Regions from separate parts of the Gasterosteus aculeatus genome. Here region 1 is linked to region 2. The links are chromatin contacts, called in public Hi-C maps. All regions are on one chromosome and are shown on one strand. The core of a region is the stretch at or near the end of the contact, and the rest is flanking DNA. Distances in the headings are between cores, read along the strand shown. Region 1 holds the start of sema3h (sema domain, immunoglobulin domain (Ig), short basic domain, secreted, (semaphorin) 3H). Region 2 holds the start of borcs6 (BLOC-1 related complex subunit 6).

Region 1 (5,522 bases), core at 561-3,060, 130 kb before region 2:
TGTGTGTGCGTGTTTGCAGAGAATGGCAGCGGCAGGATCTGAGGCCTGTAACCATCACGACAGCGGGAGCTCATCCGCTAATTCACTAATTGACGTCACTTGTCAGAGACAACGCCGAAGCTTTTTTGTTCACCCTACCCGGGACGCCATTAGTTGTAATTAACAGGCTGACTGATCAGGTAAAGTTGGCGAAGAGCTTCTAATTATCCCGTCTGCATGAGCCGGCAGTTTAGGACCTCCTTGTATATTAGATGTATGGCGGGAGCTTGAAGGTAGAAGTAGAGGTTACGAGTCTGTTAAATCTTTTCTCCTCACGAGTGATGCACATGGCGACATGCAGCAGAAGGAGTGGCTTTGCCCGTAGAACCAAGCGCCTCCCCGCATTATCTGCATGCAGAACTCTTTTTGTTTGGCTGTAAATCAGGCCGAATGACGCTTCTTGTTACGTTGCAGGTATAAAACATGCAACGAGACTCAGGGAATCGCGAAAAAAACTGTAATATCAGTCTCTCAGACTATGTATTATCTTTGCAAAAGGCTGTACATTGTCAGACGAGAGATTGTTGAGTCTTGTGTTCGTCTTCTTGTCACATGCAGGATTTTCATCAACTGAAAATGAAAGTGAACAAAGGTTGATTGACAGGTGATCCTGAGATCAGGATGACGGCCACGGTAGAAAACCGCAGCCACGAGAGTGAGAGGTCAGCAGGAAAAACCTCCAATACAATAAGAGTGATGACGATACTAAAAATGTATGCGTTGTTCGTTACGCTGAGCAAAGACACATCGTCTGTGGGGATTTAGGGAACAATGGAGTTTTGTTGAGCTGCGGAAAACATCACTTTACCAAATTAAATGGGCGAAATAAAATACTTAATGTTAATCTTCATCAGCGTCTTGCTCAAGGTCCTCCGGCAGGGCACGGTGCCATCAGCCAGTCTGTGGAACCAAGAGGCAACTTCTGCTTCTCCTGATGAATAATGAGGAAACTTAACTAACAAGCGGTTTGCTGAGCTCTGCCTTCATGTGAGCTTGTGTAGACACCAGGTTACAGGCCTTCTAATCCTATAATTAAACTGCTGGCTGATATTGCAACAAAGGAAAACCTCTCCTAATTATACAACGTACAAATGCAAACAAGTCTGCAGAATGAATCATTTAGGAATCATAAATCCTTGGAGAGACTATATATACTTGTTAGTTTGCTGCAACCTAAATTCATTATTTATCCCCGAGAATGAATAAATTGTCTCTGTTGGCCTGCTATTGAACTCGAAGCCGGTGAAAGATTCTGCCTGTGCTGCCGCACCCCAGCGAGCAGCTTTCTAATGAAAATAACACGAGCTTTAGTGGTTGCATTTGGGTCGGGACTGGAGCCTTTGAAAGTAATGACTGATGAAGAGACGGAGTGAACGGTTACATGTTACTTGTAATGCACTGCGTATCGACCTTTACACGGCCTGAGCTCCTCCTCCAAGCAGGAGCCTGCTGGCTTCTTATTTTTTAACTTTTCTTTCTTTCTATTCTTGCTACCAAATCAAGCATTGTTGAGATTCAACTCTGTCTAAGTTTGCTCTGTTTGTGTGCCTGATGGAAGGTGTTGTGTGAGAGTACTGGAGGCAGCGAGGGGGAAAAGGAAGTGAGCGACGGAGAGAGTGAGACAAAACGGCAATAAAGATGAAAGCCGATTTGTCTCTTTCGTTTCAACTTTAACTAGGTTTTCCCAAAGGAAGCAATGAATGGGCGCGCATGCCGGCATTGCAGGGTGGCCACAATGATCTGGGATCTCGCTCCCTCCGCCTCCCAGACAGAGTGAGGGAGGGGAAGGGAGGGAGAGAGTGAGCGCAGTCACATGCAGAGAGGAGCCGGGACCAGAGACAGAACAGGAGAGAGCTGTCAAGCTGCGAGGAGGCAGCGCAGAGACGACTTAGTTCTTTTTTTTCTTCCTTGGAATACATTTTCCCCTCCGACCCTGAAGCCCACACACACGCACACACACACACACACACACACACACACACACACGCTAGAAAAAGAGATATAAACACACAAACTTACAGATGGTAAAGAGTGTGAGCAGTGAGTGTTTTTTCAGGATCTGGACGTATTGAAGCCTGACTAACACAACAGTTTGGATTCAGCATCTTTGCCACTTTGACTTGGACTTAGCGGCGCAGCAACACTTTGGACTGAGAGTGCGTGTGTAGCTGTCTCGAGTGTGCGCGAGTGTGTCTCTGGATCTGGCGCGTCCCCTGAACGCGACGCTGAGATTTGGGCTCGCGGCGAGTCGGGCACTTGTTACTGTGGTGGGTCTGCATTTGTGTGTGTGCGTGAGGAGCAGGATGAACTGGCCGCTGACGGCGCTCCTGCTGGCCCACTTGGGGGCTTCCTTAGCGGGGGCATGGAGAGCATCTCAACCCAGACTGCAGTTCACACACTCCGGTAAGAGGCTCTTTGTTACTGGGGCTCTTTGCTCTCAATGTCTCATGCATCTGTTGCCCTGTCATTCTCTAACACACACACACACACACACACACACACACACACACACTCGTGCAGGTGAATCAAACGTCTCTCCTCATCATCACCTCGTCTTCCCTCACTGCACATGTGATATGCGACATGTGGATCGCAAATGATCCCTTGTCCCTCCACCTGTTTTGTTCCGCTGTCTCGCTGTCCTCCACCTCTGCAATAAACTCCGTATGATTCATATTTCTGTCCAAAAGTGGCATCGTTTAAGTGCTCATTTCCAACACACTTGTAACGGTAGAACGTTTCCTGGATTACACATTCAGAGGGATTTTCCTAATTTTGACATAACTAATAATTTAAATTATTTGTAAACTGTGTTTATTTGTACAACTGTAGTGAAAAGCTGCTTATATTCTCTACAATATACACCTGATAACACTATGACAGAAAGAGTAGACCAGGTCAAAGTTTAACAGAGTCGCTTTTGTCCGCATATTAGATGTTGGCAGAGGACTCCGCTATTAAACTTCTCACCAAAAGACATTGTCCCTGTTATTTCCAACGGGACGGAACCTCCTGGGGATTTGGAATCCAGTGTCAATGTCTCTTAGTTCCAGTTACTATCAAATAAATAATAACCGCATGGCTCGAGTCCAAGATCCGGATCGGCATCAAATGAATTGTTTCTTGGCCTCGGGCCAATCTGTCCACCACGGTGGAGTCCAGGCCGAGGTCGCTGGAGAAACACGCAGACACACACAGGAACTCCATCATTTATTCGCTGTGTAATTACAGCTCTTTAGCTACTGGATACATTGATCATGTACTCTGATGTGTTGCAGCCGCTCTTTATGCGCGTTTGAACGCTCATGTGCGGTTGGATTGGAGCAGATGGGTCCAATCTTCTAACTCGTGAGTAGGTTCGCATCATTGGAGGATGGGAGGGGGATTAGAGGGGACTTGGTGGAATTGGTGAATCCTGCAAACAGCATCTGAGCCATGTGTTCTGTTGTTTGGGTATAACTACTGTGACGGTCCGAACTAATGAGATCGCAGAAATCTGCATAATGGAAACCAGATTTGTGGTGTGATCCTCTGAAGTCTGAGCCATATTCACTACGAATCACCTTCAAACTAAAAACTTCTCTGAGCCTTTAGTCACGCTCACATAAAGCCGTGTTTATGGCTTTAAGAAACAAACTGATTACACGTTATGACAAACACAAAGTGTGTGTGAAGGAGACGCGATGAGGCTGCAGTCGGCCGGTCGTGACCCAGAAAGCACCGAGAGAAGGAAAAGGGAAACCTCGTCAGATTCTCCCAGGTGGGAATTTAGCTCTAATGAAAGCTGATTGTGATAATGTGGAGAGCTGCTGAAGTAGCCGTGAGTGTGTGTGTGTGTGTGTGTGTGTGTGTCTTTGTGAGCGTGCAAATGTGCCTGTGTGTCCTTTAAGTGTGTGTGTATCTTTGTGTGGATGCATGAAGTATGTGTCTGTGTGTCGTTGAGTGTGTGTGTGTGTGTGTGTGAGTCTAAATACAGCTGTTTGGGTTGGTGTGTTGTGTTTCTGCTCATGGCTTTGAACTAGAAGGGTCGTTTGTTTGACTGTGTGTGTTTTATGGCAACAGGCGGCGTGTTCATCATTGGGAAGAGAACAGAAAGAAATATGGGATGCGTGTGTAGGGTTTGTGGCTTCCACCATTAAGTCTGTCTGTTTGTGTGTGTGTGCGTGTGTGTGCGCTCTCTGTGGGAGCTCCATGTTGTGGTCATTTCCCTTCCCATCACCACGGAGGCTTTTCTCAGACACAGGGAGGAGATCGTTTTTTGTCGGGGAATGGCTGTAACTAGAAAGGGATTTCGGGCCCGCTTAAACACTTTGACGACCGAGGTTGTCGTATAGATACTGAACGTTTTGTTTTCCTTCATCTGCTGACGTCATAGCAGGAATCCACTGTAAAAAAAGAAGTGGAAAAAGCATCTCAAACTATGTAGTAAAGCAAAGACACCAAATGGCAATATTTGCAGTTAAAAATCAGTAATTCAATAAACACGATAACATACGGCATAATACACAAAGCAAGAAAAATGTTTAATATAAGAAAGTAGTGGTCATTTAATCTGACAAGAAACGTCCTGCCTTGTATCTGCTATCAGGCAGAAAGGGAGACACAGTTTTTGGTGCATGGAACCTTTGGGTTGCTTCTACTTTTCTGCAGCCTGCACATGGGCACAGAACATAGGAAGCAGCGCCTTATCTTCAGAAGCATCGGGCTGACAGCTACCATATGAAAATGAAAATTGACAGGGAGAACATAGGGGATACGAGACAAAAGCAATAATGTAGAGAAGCAACTGCATTCAGTCGTCTTTGTCTGCAGCGTAGACGTTATTGATTGTTTGTAGTTATGCGATGAGTTAACTGTTGTCCATCACCCCACAGGAAGCTCAAACCCACAAATCCCTGCCTCAATGGTCCATTAGCTGTACAGGTCACGGAGACGACCCACAATATGAATGGAGGTACAGGAACATCAGCGAAAACGCGCGTCACACGAGACAAAGGCCTCTGAAGCCGCAACGCTTCGCCGCTCAGAGGCCTTTGTTTGCAGCACGGAGGGGGTTTCCTGCCGTGTGTCAGAAAGTATTGTCCATTTGGAGAGCAAAGTGACCTCTCTGCAACCCATCACTACACTTTGAAGGGGGTTCAAAGGGTGGGGCCCTCCGTCACCAGAAACTGACTGGCTTTGAGCCATCAACCTCCAAATCTTGAGTCTTCAAAGTCACAGAGTCACCAGTGAGGACGGCCTTGATTATAGATTTCTTTTTAATCAAGATGGTACAGCTGGTGGCCTCGGGGTGCTGCGCCACTGACGATCAAAACGCGCTCCCTTCTACAAACGAACATCCGCTGCAGATCTCAATTCCCTCGGGCCGGACCCCAAATTCCACCGAGTCGGACTGTAGCGGCGTTCTGCGGAGCACGTAGGAAGACCCCCTTCCTTGGGTGCAGTATTGCTTTTGATCTTGCTGACGAAATGAACGAATTGCT
Region 2 (5,336 bases), core at 742-3,241:
TCCCCTGGGTCAGTTCGAGCAGCTGCTCCCCGGCATCCCCGCATTCAGTGGGGTGTTCGAACACGTTGCGGAACTGTAGCAGGAAGTTGGTGAACGTGGGGAACGCGGATCCGTCGGGTCTCCAGACGGCGGTCGCCCACTCCAACGCCCTCCCGGTGAGTAGCGAGCTGATGAAAGCTATCCGACTCGAATCCGTTGGATACATCGAGGGTTGTTGGTCGACGAAGAGTGTGCATTGGTGAAGAAAGCCTCTACATTTTACAGCAGTGCCATCAAACTTTTCCGGAAGAGCCAGACGAGGATTAATAGAATGGTTTACGGTCGCTGGGGAGGCATTGGGAGGAGGATTCGGTGGCGTGGCGTCTGCTGATACCCGTAGCCCGTGTAGTGCGTGCACTAGTTCCTCGGTGAGGGTGGTCAGACGCTGTAGCTGATGGTGGTGCTGGGCCAGCTGGGTGGCTTGAGCGGAGAGCGCCGAAGACAGGTGTACGAGGCCTGCTGGATCTGTGAGTGGCGAAGTCTTCTGTAAGGAGACGCCGGATTCGGAGGGATCCATTCGCAGGTTTTTATTAGAGCATCAGACAGGCAGAGTCAATGACAGCAGACAGGGCAACGTAGAGCAGACAGGATCGTAGTCAGCGGGCAGGCAGGGGTCGGGGCAGGCAGAGAGCAATCAGCAGTACGGTCCGGGGTCACTAAACAGGGATCAAGACTAGGAGAAAACGCTCAGAAATGACAGCCGGGGCAGAATCATGACTTCGCAGTGAGTGTGTGGGTGTCAGTGGCTTTTGTGTGTGTGTCAATGAGGTGCAGGTGTGTGTGTCAATGAGGTGCAGGTGTGTGTGTCATCAGTGGTGTTGTGGAATCAGTCCCAGGTGTGAAGCATGATGGGAGATGGAGTTCGAAACCAGTTAGTACTCGGGAGAGGGGTCCCTCCGATGGCGAGAGGGAGGCGGTGCGGGAGCGTCCTTCGTAACAACATGTGCTTTCAATTTGCTTATTTTGCCTCATTTCCACGAACGTCGCCTTTCTTGTGGCAGTTACTTAAAAAAGTTTAAAAGGTTCTCTCTGACAGTGGTCTAAATTGTGATAAAGGTCGTGGTGGTTATCAGGTATTGTGGAACTTTGGAAGCCATTGGCGGATTTTGGAGGGCTTAGTCAATGATCTAAAGCTTTGATATTTGAAATGGGAGAAAACTCAGCACCAGGGAGAGAGCAGCTGGCCAGGATGGATGGGGCTGATTACCAATTTTAAAAGACCTTTAGATGTGGTGACAGTCTGCGTGACAGTCTGTTCACCAATCCTCTCTCCTCTTGTGCAGCAGTGTTTGTCGTTTCTTGCCACATTCAGGGGTTTTAAAAAAAGGCCACAGACTTTTATTGTGGAGGGAAACAGGCAAAACAAGGTCTTTTCATTATTTACACCTCCTCTCCAGTCATTTTCACCAGTAGTTTGAATAATTGCAAACACATTTCTTAAATTCATTAATGGTCTATGAGGCAAAACAAGAACAACAGTTTATCAGATCACTGGACACGACTGTGTGACATTTGCCCTTGCTGTCCTTTTGGTAACAGCCAATTAATTTTAATGAGGACTGGACATGAGAAGATACTCATTTGCGAATCAATACTGTGAGCACAATACCACAGAAAGGAACAGCAATCATGCCATTATGATTCCTGAAATTTAAATTTCTGACAAATTGTATGTTGCTACTCACTATGCAGTAGTTTGCTGCTTGAGCAGCTGCAATATGATATGCTTTAAAAATATATAGCTTATACTCAAATTTGTTTTTATTTATTATAGGCTACAAATAATATCTTCAAGGTCAACACGCATTCATTCATAAGGTGAAACAGCTCATATTCAATTTTAATTTTGAAATCTTGTAATGTTGGGCAAGTAATGTCCTGAGGGACCGTGGTGTTTGTCTCCATCTGCAGGAGACCGGAGATGAGGGCAGCGTGAAACTAGTGATGCTACGAATAGCGACAAATAAATCACACAATATGCGGGGTTTAATTGTGGCGCACCATGCACTGCACTACTCGAGGAATACTTAACGTTAGGTCTTCTTTTGTAGATACGAGATAACAACAATGACTTTTTCTTCCTTATTTCAAAATCCGTATGTAAACAAGTGGCAATAGAACTGTGTATATATTAGCACTATTCAACGAAGAAGACTGTATATATATACAATATATATATACAATATTCTCGATAATTTTCGATGTTTTCATGGTTGCTTGTTGCAAGGCGGAACCTTTCTCCCGAGAATCGTGGGGAAGGATTTTATTATCGGACTCGGTTGTTAAATTCTTTTGAAGAGGAACTACACAGGTGAGTGTTTTTCTTCGTGAAATTCGGCCATGACGTACTCATCATATGACTTTATCAGTACAGTAATAACTGTCTTTTTCGCATTAAATAACCATGTGTCGTGTAACCGCGTGATACGATAACACACGAGCTGTGTAAGAATGGTAACGTAAAGGCCCGAACAGCAAACGTTAGCCATTAGCCATCATCCAACATTTAACGTTACGTTGACAGCGAGCTAGCTAGCTGATCATTAGAGGACATCAACTTCCTCAACGTTGACGGGAAGTTATTCATGTCTCCTTCATGTCTTTATGGCAATTGTCCACGGACGTCGGATCGACCTTCTCAGGCGTCGTTTGCTCAAAACCATTAGAATGCTTTGCTAGTTAGCACCAACTTAACGTTAGTTATCGTCAAGTGTATACGCTAATGCTAAGCTAAGCAACCTAACGTTACAACATGTCACACTTAACCACACATGATATCTTGTGATGATTTAATGTAAATACGCTTGGCCATTTAAATAGTAGGATATAGTAAATATATATATATATATATATATATATATATATATATATATATATATATAACCTTTATCTTTGTAAAGTCCTTATTTTAACTGATCTGCATCCTTTGCGAAAAACATGTTTTTGCTCCCCAGCCAAATGTATATAAAAAATAAAACATTGTATAAGTAAAAAATATATCAGATCAACACTAGTTATCAAAAAATAAGTAAGTACAGTAAGAGCCAGAAAACTCTTTTCACACTGTATTTGAATCATAAAGTCTGTCTCCTCCCCAGCAGGTGGAGGGATGAGTCTCTCCCCTGTGATTGGCACAGAAGTGCCAGAAGCAGCTAACGGGGTTTTGACACCCGTCTCCTCAGAGAAAGGAGCCCGCGTTCCGGTCTCGGTCAAATGTGCCGGGAGCAGAGAGCCCCGTCCTGGGCAGGCATCAGAGGATACGGAGAACCACGTGCATGCGGAAAACCGAATTTACGATGGTGAAAGCCACTTTGATACAGAGAAGTACAATAACGGGAGAACGTCTACCAGTTGTACGCAGCACGCCCGTCACGTGACCAACGCCTCACTCCCCGCTGCCTCCCGCACAGGAAGCGCAGAAGACGGGGACTCAGGCTCCAAAGACACAGACAGTTGTGAGGCCTGTGACCGTGTCGAGCCTCCCGATGCAGCTCTTTTGTGGGACCCCGCACAGCAAGCACACTCCAAAGAGTCATCTCAGCGAGGAGGCCCCGCTGCTACAGGCAGACGGCAGACTGAGACCGAGACCTTGGATGGAGACAACGACAGTCGAGACGAGGAGGAAGACGGCGAGAAGGAGAAACAGGACGAGGAGGAGGATGAGAAAAATGAAAAAAAGTGGATTAATCAGCGTGCAGGAGGGAGAACACACGGAGAGGTGAGTGGACTGTGATCTTTATTAGATCGTGTGAACCGGATTGAGTGGCGGACACCATAGGATTAAGAGAGAAGAGCTGGTTGAATTTGCACAATCTGAACTGAGGTCAATGCAAGGAAATGTTGTAGAGAAACCATCACTTAACTGCTCGCTTTTAAATGAACTCAATGATGAGACTTTAGTGCGCCTCAAGTGAGCCAACACACTTTTATCAACGTCTCACTACCAAGTTGGTCATTGTTTCTTTAAAAACGGTTTCAAAATGACAAAAAAATGGGGTCCAGGACAAGAAGTCAATGAATTAGAAGAGTGGACTTGTGAGCATAAATAATAATGGGCTCTTTTGCTGTTCTCATAATGATTTATTCATACAGCAGTATGATTTGCTAAGCAGTAATTGAACTTCTCTTACCCACCTCCTCTTCCATTCTCTTTTTAGTCTTCACGACATTACTCCTCCTCAGCCCCTGGTCCCAGCACCTCGTCCACATCCTCTCCTCTCCCCCCTCCTCTTCTTCCCTCAGACGATATCCCCTGCCCCCCCCACGTCATGGCCCAGGTCTGGGTACGCAACGTCAGGGGGATGCAGGACAGCAAGAGCCTCGATGAAATCAGCCAAGCTTGTGGAGGTAGATATCCCTCAAACAGGTTTGATTTTATGTTTACTGCGGTTTGGCTTGGTTCTCTACCTCTATTGATTATCACTTAATCGAAATCTAGTGGGTACTGTAACTAAATTAATTAGGTCTTCCATTTCTTGATAAGTCAGTAATTACTAGGAATATTTGATAACTTTCTTTAACTGATTTTGGTGTGTTCTCCACAGGTGGTTCGGGGACCCGGGTCGGGGGCAGAGGCGGCCAGTCAGAAGGCCGGAGGGCCACGATCTCCTCGGCTCTGGAGCTAGAGGGAACAGTCAGCCAAGATGGGGATCTGACTCATTTCATCACCAAGAACCTGGAGCAGAAAATCAAAATGAGCTCCAAGCCCAGTCTGGACTGCAGTGACTGTGAGTAACCCTTCCTCATTCCTCATCATTGTAATTCCAGGTCAAGAAGTAATATAGAAGAGTGGTCCTCAACCACCGGGCCGCGGACCGGTACCGGTCCCAAGTGTCACCACGCGTCTTTCTTCACGTTTCGTCTTACCGTGTACGGCAGCTTTGCCCACCAGCGAACAGAGGGCACGCGACTACTAGCCCCCCCCCCCCCCTCCGTCGGTTGGCTCGCAACGACTGCTACCCCCTCGTTATTCAGCCGGACCTTCTTGACCGGTCCACGATATTACATTCAATATATAGTGGACAATCTTTTCCTTGCTTTGTTGAAATGGACATGGCCGGCCCTGGTCTCATGATAGCAGAAGATTACAGAAACTTCACAGGAGTATTCTAAGGTTTTTGTTGAGAGGTCAGCTCTTTCCTTGAACATTTTTAAGATTGGTCAATTTTATGACGAATGTGAAATGGGGTTTTGTGGTAAGCGCTAATCATTTCAACCCTAGTTTCTGCTTTCTGCTCAGTCATCTGCTCAACATGAGGGATGTACCAATTAAAATAAAATAACACATCCCAGCGCAT

The links. A called contact is a pair of places that touch in the nucleus more often than the background predicts.
Region 1: a contact with region 2 is called in a Hi-C map of skeletal muscle, with 4 times the contacts expected there. The contact joins the promoter of sema3h here to the promoter of borcs6 in region 2. A contact is called at or near these places in 3 of 6 Hi-C or Micro-C datasets (skeletal muscle and tail fin).

Annotation. Positions count from the first base shown.
Region 1 is chr2:15,251,524-15,257,045 of fGasAcu3.hap1.1, reverse strand. sema3h (sema domain, immunoglobulin domain (Ig), short basic domain, secreted, (semaphorin) 3H) reads left to right here and starts at 1,810. Exons shown (of 18, transcript XM_040193327.2): 1 at 1,810-2,442. The coding sequence starts at 2,343.
Region 2 is chr2:15,118,942-15,124,277 of fGasAcu3.hap1.1, reverse strand. borcs6 (BLOC-1 related complex subunit 6) reads left to right here and starts at 1,991. Exons shown (of 7, transcript XM_040193351.2): 1 at 1,991-2,350; 2 at 3,138-3,757; 3 at 4,197-4,386; 4 at 4,584-4,766. The coding sequence starts at 3,149.